Regions from separate parts of the Mus musculus genome. Here region 1 is linked to region 2. A link is a contact called in public Hi-C data. All regions are on one chromosome and are shown on one strand. The core of a region is the stretch at or near the end of the contact, and the rest is flanking DNA. Distances in the headings are between cores, read along the strand shown. Region 1 overlaps Vwa3b (von Willebrand factor A domain containing 3B). Region 2 has its middle 23 kb from the start of Zap70.

The links. Hi-C and Micro-C count contacts between places; a contact is called where the count stands out from the background.
Region 1: a contact with region 2 is called in a Hi-C map of cerebral cortex, with 1.7 times the contacts expected there. The contact joins two enhancer-like sites. A contact is called at or near these places in 1 of 15 datasets of contacts at CTCF or cohesin (embryonic stem cells), 3 of 484 Hi-C or Micro-C datasets (bone marrow-derived macrophages, cerebral cortex and cortical neurons), 5 of 115 datasets of contacts at active chromatin or transcription factors (embryonic stem cells, large pre-B cells and stem cell-derived neural progenitor cells) and 5 of 9 other capture datasets (adipose tissue, embryonic stem cells, liver and 2 more).

The regions. Positions count from the first base shown.
Region 1 is chr1:37,076,175-37,078,891 of GRCm38.p6, reverse strand. The region is part of intron 7 of Vwa3b (von Willebrand factor A domain containing 3B); the gene reads right to left. Among named protein-coding and RNA genes, the nearest start is that of Gm39626, 31 kb to the right of the region's middle. Within about 2 kb of position 1,396, at least 35 of the 459 cell types and tissues checked have an H3K27ac peak or open chromatin away from gene starts, as enhancers often do. A contact at or near this core is called in cerebral cortex, cortical neurons and pancreatic islet, where this site is marked.
Region 2 is chr1:36,783,916-36,786,622 of GRCm38.p6, reverse strand. No RefSeq gene overlaps it. Among named protein-coding and RNA genes, the nearest start is that of Zap70, 23 kb to the right of the region's middle. Within about 2 kb of position 1,257, at least 50 of the 459 cell types and tissues checked have an H3K27ac peak or open chromatin away from gene starts, as enhancers often do. A contact at or near this core is called in cerebral cortex, cortical neurons and pancreatic islet, where this site is marked.

The sequences.
Region 1 (2,717 bases), core at 147-2,646, 290 kb before region 2:
ACCTACTCGGTTAGATCAGAGGTTGATTGCAATGGCTGAGCTAAGCCCAGAACTGATCTTACCCCTGTCTGGTATCAGGTGAACAGGCCACACTGCAGCTAAGAACCTCGAACTAAACAAGGAGTCCAGGGCTGGAGCCTAAGATGGAGACAGGAATACGGGAGTAGGGGTGGGGTGTCCCTAACCATAGGGGCTCACTCTTTGTGAGGGTGCAAAGCCTGAGCGTCCATGAGATCTTCAAAGGTGTGAACTAACGGTGGATGAGAGGGAGGTAGGGGTGGGGAGTTCTTATGTTACTTTGACTCTTGGGGGAATGGAGAAAGGAGCAACATAAATCAGAGCAGAAGCAGACATGGACGCTCGGAGAGTCTGGTGCCCCTGGGTTCAGAGTCTTGTTGTCCATTTCTTTTGATTTCTTCAGCTTCACCCCAGTGAGATTTTAAATCCTACAGCAGATGCTTAATAAATCCTTACTAACCAGGGGCCCGCCTTAAGCGATGACAAGAAATTCAAGGTGCCAATCAGGCAAGAGGGGTGGAGTCTGGGGGGGAGGGGAGGTCATACAGACCTCCGCCTGTTAAACCATCACGTGGCAACAGCTCAGAAGGACTGTTCGGCCACATTCACTGAATTAAGCTCAATTTCAGGCAGAGAAAAGGTAATTCTGAGAGAGCCTCTTGCTGCCGACAGAAACAGCTACCGAAAGGCACCACCCGGCACTTCTAAATTAAACTGGAGAATGGAAACAGAGAGGCATGGTGCCAGGCCTGAGTGATGGGCCACGAGACTCAGAGTCTAATTAAAGATCACGTGTGTCTGCCAAGAGCAGGACTGCTCCTTTAAACATAGCAACCTGATGATGTTCAAGTAAATAAAATGTAGTTTTAAAACCCGTAGTCTTAGCTCACGCTTTCTCCCCCTCTGCCAAAACAAACAAAAAAAGAAAATTTCAAAAATAGACTACCAGTTTTTTTTTTACAGCTCTTGTGCTTCTTTTTAAAAAGGCTTTTGCATTTTGTTTATTATATGTGCGTGTAAGCATACATATGTGCATGAAGGTCAGAGGGCAACTTCCACCACGTATGTCCTAGGACTTGAACCCAGGCCCTCAGACTTGGCAGCAAGCACCTCCACCTGCTGAGTGGTCTTCCTGGCCCCAGAGCAGATTTTTTTTTTTAAGTTCCAATTCACTCAAAGTACCAGATACAAACAAAATGTACCCTGCAAAGCGTCGTGGCCTTTTACTACAGCCTTGTGCTATGGCCCTTTCCTCTTAATGTGCTCCTTACATAATCTCTTCCGTCTATCTGGCAAGCAAGGTCTAGTGATGGTCACAGCAGAACCTATCTATCGTTTTTTCTCCTCCTCTGTAAACTGGACCGGTAACTAAGATGACTCAGCTATGTTGAGTGTGTCAGCGCACAGAACAGGCTCAGCGGGAAGAGCTACTTCAGGGCTGATTGCTGACAGCTGCCTAATGAGAGGAGCCCAGAAATAAAAGACAAGCCTTGTTGCCCCTTTTCACTCCATTGGACAAGGAGAGGCTCTAAGCCGTTGGGACTTTGGGTGGTATGTATCATATCAGATGAAAGTTTTAAACGCAAGCTGCAGTGGTTTGGTCCAGTGAGATGCTCTGGCTTGATGAAGCGGGATCACGCAGCACTGAGCATGGCTTGCAGCCCACGTGATCAGGCTAGCCCTGGCTGCTTGAATTTACAAACCTGAAGAGCCTGGGATCTCAAACCACCTGAAGCATTACGCTGTCAGCTCTGACGACCAGTTCCGTGCCTGAACTAAGCAGCTTCAATGTCAAAATTATTACATTTTCATGATGGATGATGACAGACGCCAACTTTTACTCTGATCTAACTTTATACATCTATAGTCATTATTTCAGATTTTTTTTTTAATGATAAAGCAAGAATAGAAGCTAAAACAGAAATAGAGCTTGCTTCAGACACTAATATGATAAGTCTTCCCGAAGAGTTCCCAAACCTCTACCTTGGACCCACCAGCTTTGAGAACCCAATGGGTAGCCATAAAGATGGTATCCCTGGCCATACCAGCAGCTGCAGCTTCTAAACAAGTACAGACCTCACCGCCAGCTCTACGGGGGCCTTCCAAGAAGTGAACGCTAGCATGTCCAACTTTACAAACATATGAGCAGCGTTTTGAGCTCTGGCTGAGCTTACAAAGGAAGAAATTACTCACACAGAGGGCCCAGTGCACTACCCGACTCAACACTAAGTAAAAATCCCACTTCCAGGAGAAGAGGGACATGGGCTCCTTTTGCCACAGCAGGGATTAACACCCTCCATGGTTGCCCTAGGATGCTCCCAACAACGGGACTTGTCTCCCACCAGGACACTTGATCCTTCCACATCCAGTTCTCTGTTCCCAATTCTAATTCCCAGCCCTGACTATGTAGTGACTCTTTAAATTGGTCATTATGATAGAGGCTGCCATGTTCTTCCAGATTATTTCACCATCTAGAGCCAGTGTCTTCAGGAAATGCATCTGGAATTCTAAAAAAGAAAAAGGGCAGTTGATATTCATCGAAAGCTGGTTTGTCCTGAATATTTCTCTGTGTGTCATGTGGACTGAAGCCCTCAATACTCATATAAGCAGATGGTATTATTCCCATTCTATAAATGAAAAAGCATAAAGTCTTGGTAATATGCTATCATATCATAATTTGTGGCAAAACTAGGATTTGA
Region 2 (2,707 bases), core at 8-2,507:
CCACCTTTAACTTCAGCTCCAGGGGCTCTAGCGCCCTCGTCTGGCCTCCCTGGGCACTGCATTCAAGTGCGCAAATCCACACTGACATGCATATACAACATCAAAAATAGACGCGTTTCTCATGTGTGTGGTACATGTGTGGTATATGCATGTTCATGTGTGTGTGCTTGTGGAGACCCAGTGGAGGAGGAGATGCCAGAAGCTCACATGGTGAGACATGTCACCACCCAGCCCTACACCCCCCACAAATCAGCCACCAGAGTCCTGAGCCGTGGGGCCTGCAGATCGCCCACCGTATCTATTCATCAGCTGGCTCCACCCAGTTCAGACTCTCAGCTTAACAGGTGCTACAGACATAAGTCCCCAGTTTCCCCCAGAGCCCAAGTCCAAAATAGCTGTCCCTAAAGCCATGCCACCTCCAAACCCACTTGGTCTGAGGCCCTGTCCCATCCCTATAGGCTGTGGGATCCCAACAGTGAGCCTAATGGGCAGTGCAGACTGGGGACCCACTCGGGAGGCTGAGGCAGACAGCGCATGAGTTGAAGGCCAGCTTGAGCCAGAAACTGAGCAAGCTGGGGGAGAGCTTACCTAGTACGTGCAAAACTTGGGGTTCATTCCCCTGCACCCCATAAAACTAAGAATGCTGGCCCCTGCCTGTAATCCCACCACAGGAAGTGGAGGCCAAGAGGAACAGAAGTTCAAGGTCGCCTCTAGCTACACAGACTTTTAGGCTATCCCGGACTTCAGGAGACCCCGGCTCAAAAACAAATAAACGAAAACGGGGGCGGGGGAGGGGGCTGGGGAGCAGGCGGAGTAAGTTCTGTTCCCAGCACTTGAAAGGTGGCCAACGACCATCCATACCCCTAGCTCCAGGGGACCTGACACCCTCTTCTGACCTCTATAGTCACAAGCACGCATGGGATGCACCGACGTACGTGCAGGCAAAACATTTACAGGTGCAAAAATAAAGCCACGAAACTGAATGGTGACTGAGTCACGCAGTCGTTTCTTCTCCGGACATGTAAAGGCTGCGAGTACAAGGCAGGAGCCATCAGCTACAGAATGTCGTGGTCTTGCTGGATCAGGGGCGACATCCACAGGCAAAGCAGAACCTGTGGTTAAGAGAAGTCTGTGAGACCGAGGGACGGGGCTGCAGGAGCAGATGATACTGGAAAGGAACAAAGAAAGATGTCCCTCCGTACAGCCTCGTGGGGCGGCGGTGGGCTCAGTCCTTACTCTGAACCATTCTTCTGCGCTTTTCCTAGGCTGCTGCTGCCCCTCCCCCTCCTCCTGGCTGCTGGTGGCAGAGAAAATGGGAGGGTTTCTCTCTAAAGCCAGGTTCAAGCGTCAGGGCTTTAAGCGTCCTTGTAGTTCCCGGTACCTTTGAGATCTTCCCACTGGTTTTTCTACATTTACTTTCCCTTTTCAGTCGACGCGCCCATAGAGAAACTGAGGCACGGGAGGGCTAAACAACCTGCCCCCGGGGCAACTGGGGCTAAATCTATAAACAGCAAAAAAGCGTGCCACACTAAAGCAGAGGGCTACGCTAAAATACAAAGGCGCAAGAGCCTGGATGTATTCTGCGAGAGGGTGCGGAGCCCGGGTCCCAGAGGCTGGCAAGAAGCATCCTGCAAACCGGCCTGGAGTGAACCCTCTGCAGGCGGCGGAACTGACGGCTGAAGATCAGAGGCGAGTCTGGATTCTGTTCCCTAGCCAGAAGCTGCCAGAATAAGGACAGGTGAGCGCCCTGTGCCAGGAACTGAGCCCACCTTTGCTTTTACTGTGGCGCCACCTTGTGGCATTGTTTTAGAACTACAACCTCTTCAGAGGATTCCGTCATTGCCAAGCCTTTCCCAGTGTACTAGATACCCACGTGGATGTTTTAATACCAAACCAATTAGTGATGCAGACGATAAAATAAATAAAAACAAAAACGTATTTATTTTCTTAAACGTTTGTGCAATAATATGTGTCATTGGGCTGGAGAGATGGCTCAGCGGGTAAGAGCACTGACTGCTCTTCCAGAGGTCCTGAGTTCAATTCCCAGCAACCACATGGTGGCTCACAACTGTCTGTAATGGGCTCTGATGCCACTTCTGGTCTGAAGACAGCGACAGTGTACTCACATGCATTAAACTAATTAATTAATTAAAATATATAATTATCCAATAACAAGTGAATTTTAATGCAACTGAAATATTTGCAAAAGAAACCATTTCCAGCAGCCACAAAATCCTACCACTGAGGAAATTTCTTTCTTGATCAACTTATTAGTTTTAAAGAGATTAAAGACTGTTTAAGTTTTAATATTGTCTATGAATTAGTAATACAGCTTACATATGCAGTAGTAACGTCACCTTCTAATGAAAAACGCATATCTCCCTATTCTCAAGGCACTGCTAAGGGGTTTTCGCTTGGTTTTGTTCTGGTTTTTTGAGTTTTTTTTTGTTTTGTTTTGTTTGTTTTTTGCCTGTTTGGAGTGTGTGCTGTTGATATAGGATCTCATTATGGAACCCAGGCTCGCCTGCAACTTATAACCTCCTCATCTCAGCCCCGTCAGTAAATCTTCAACACAAAATGAGGCAGAGTAGGGAAGTACTCAGCACTCAAGGGTGCTTACTGCCTTTCTAGAGGAACCAAGTTCGATTCCCAGCACCTGTGTCAGACATCACAATCCCAGGAAATTCCAGCTCCTTTGGCCTTCCCA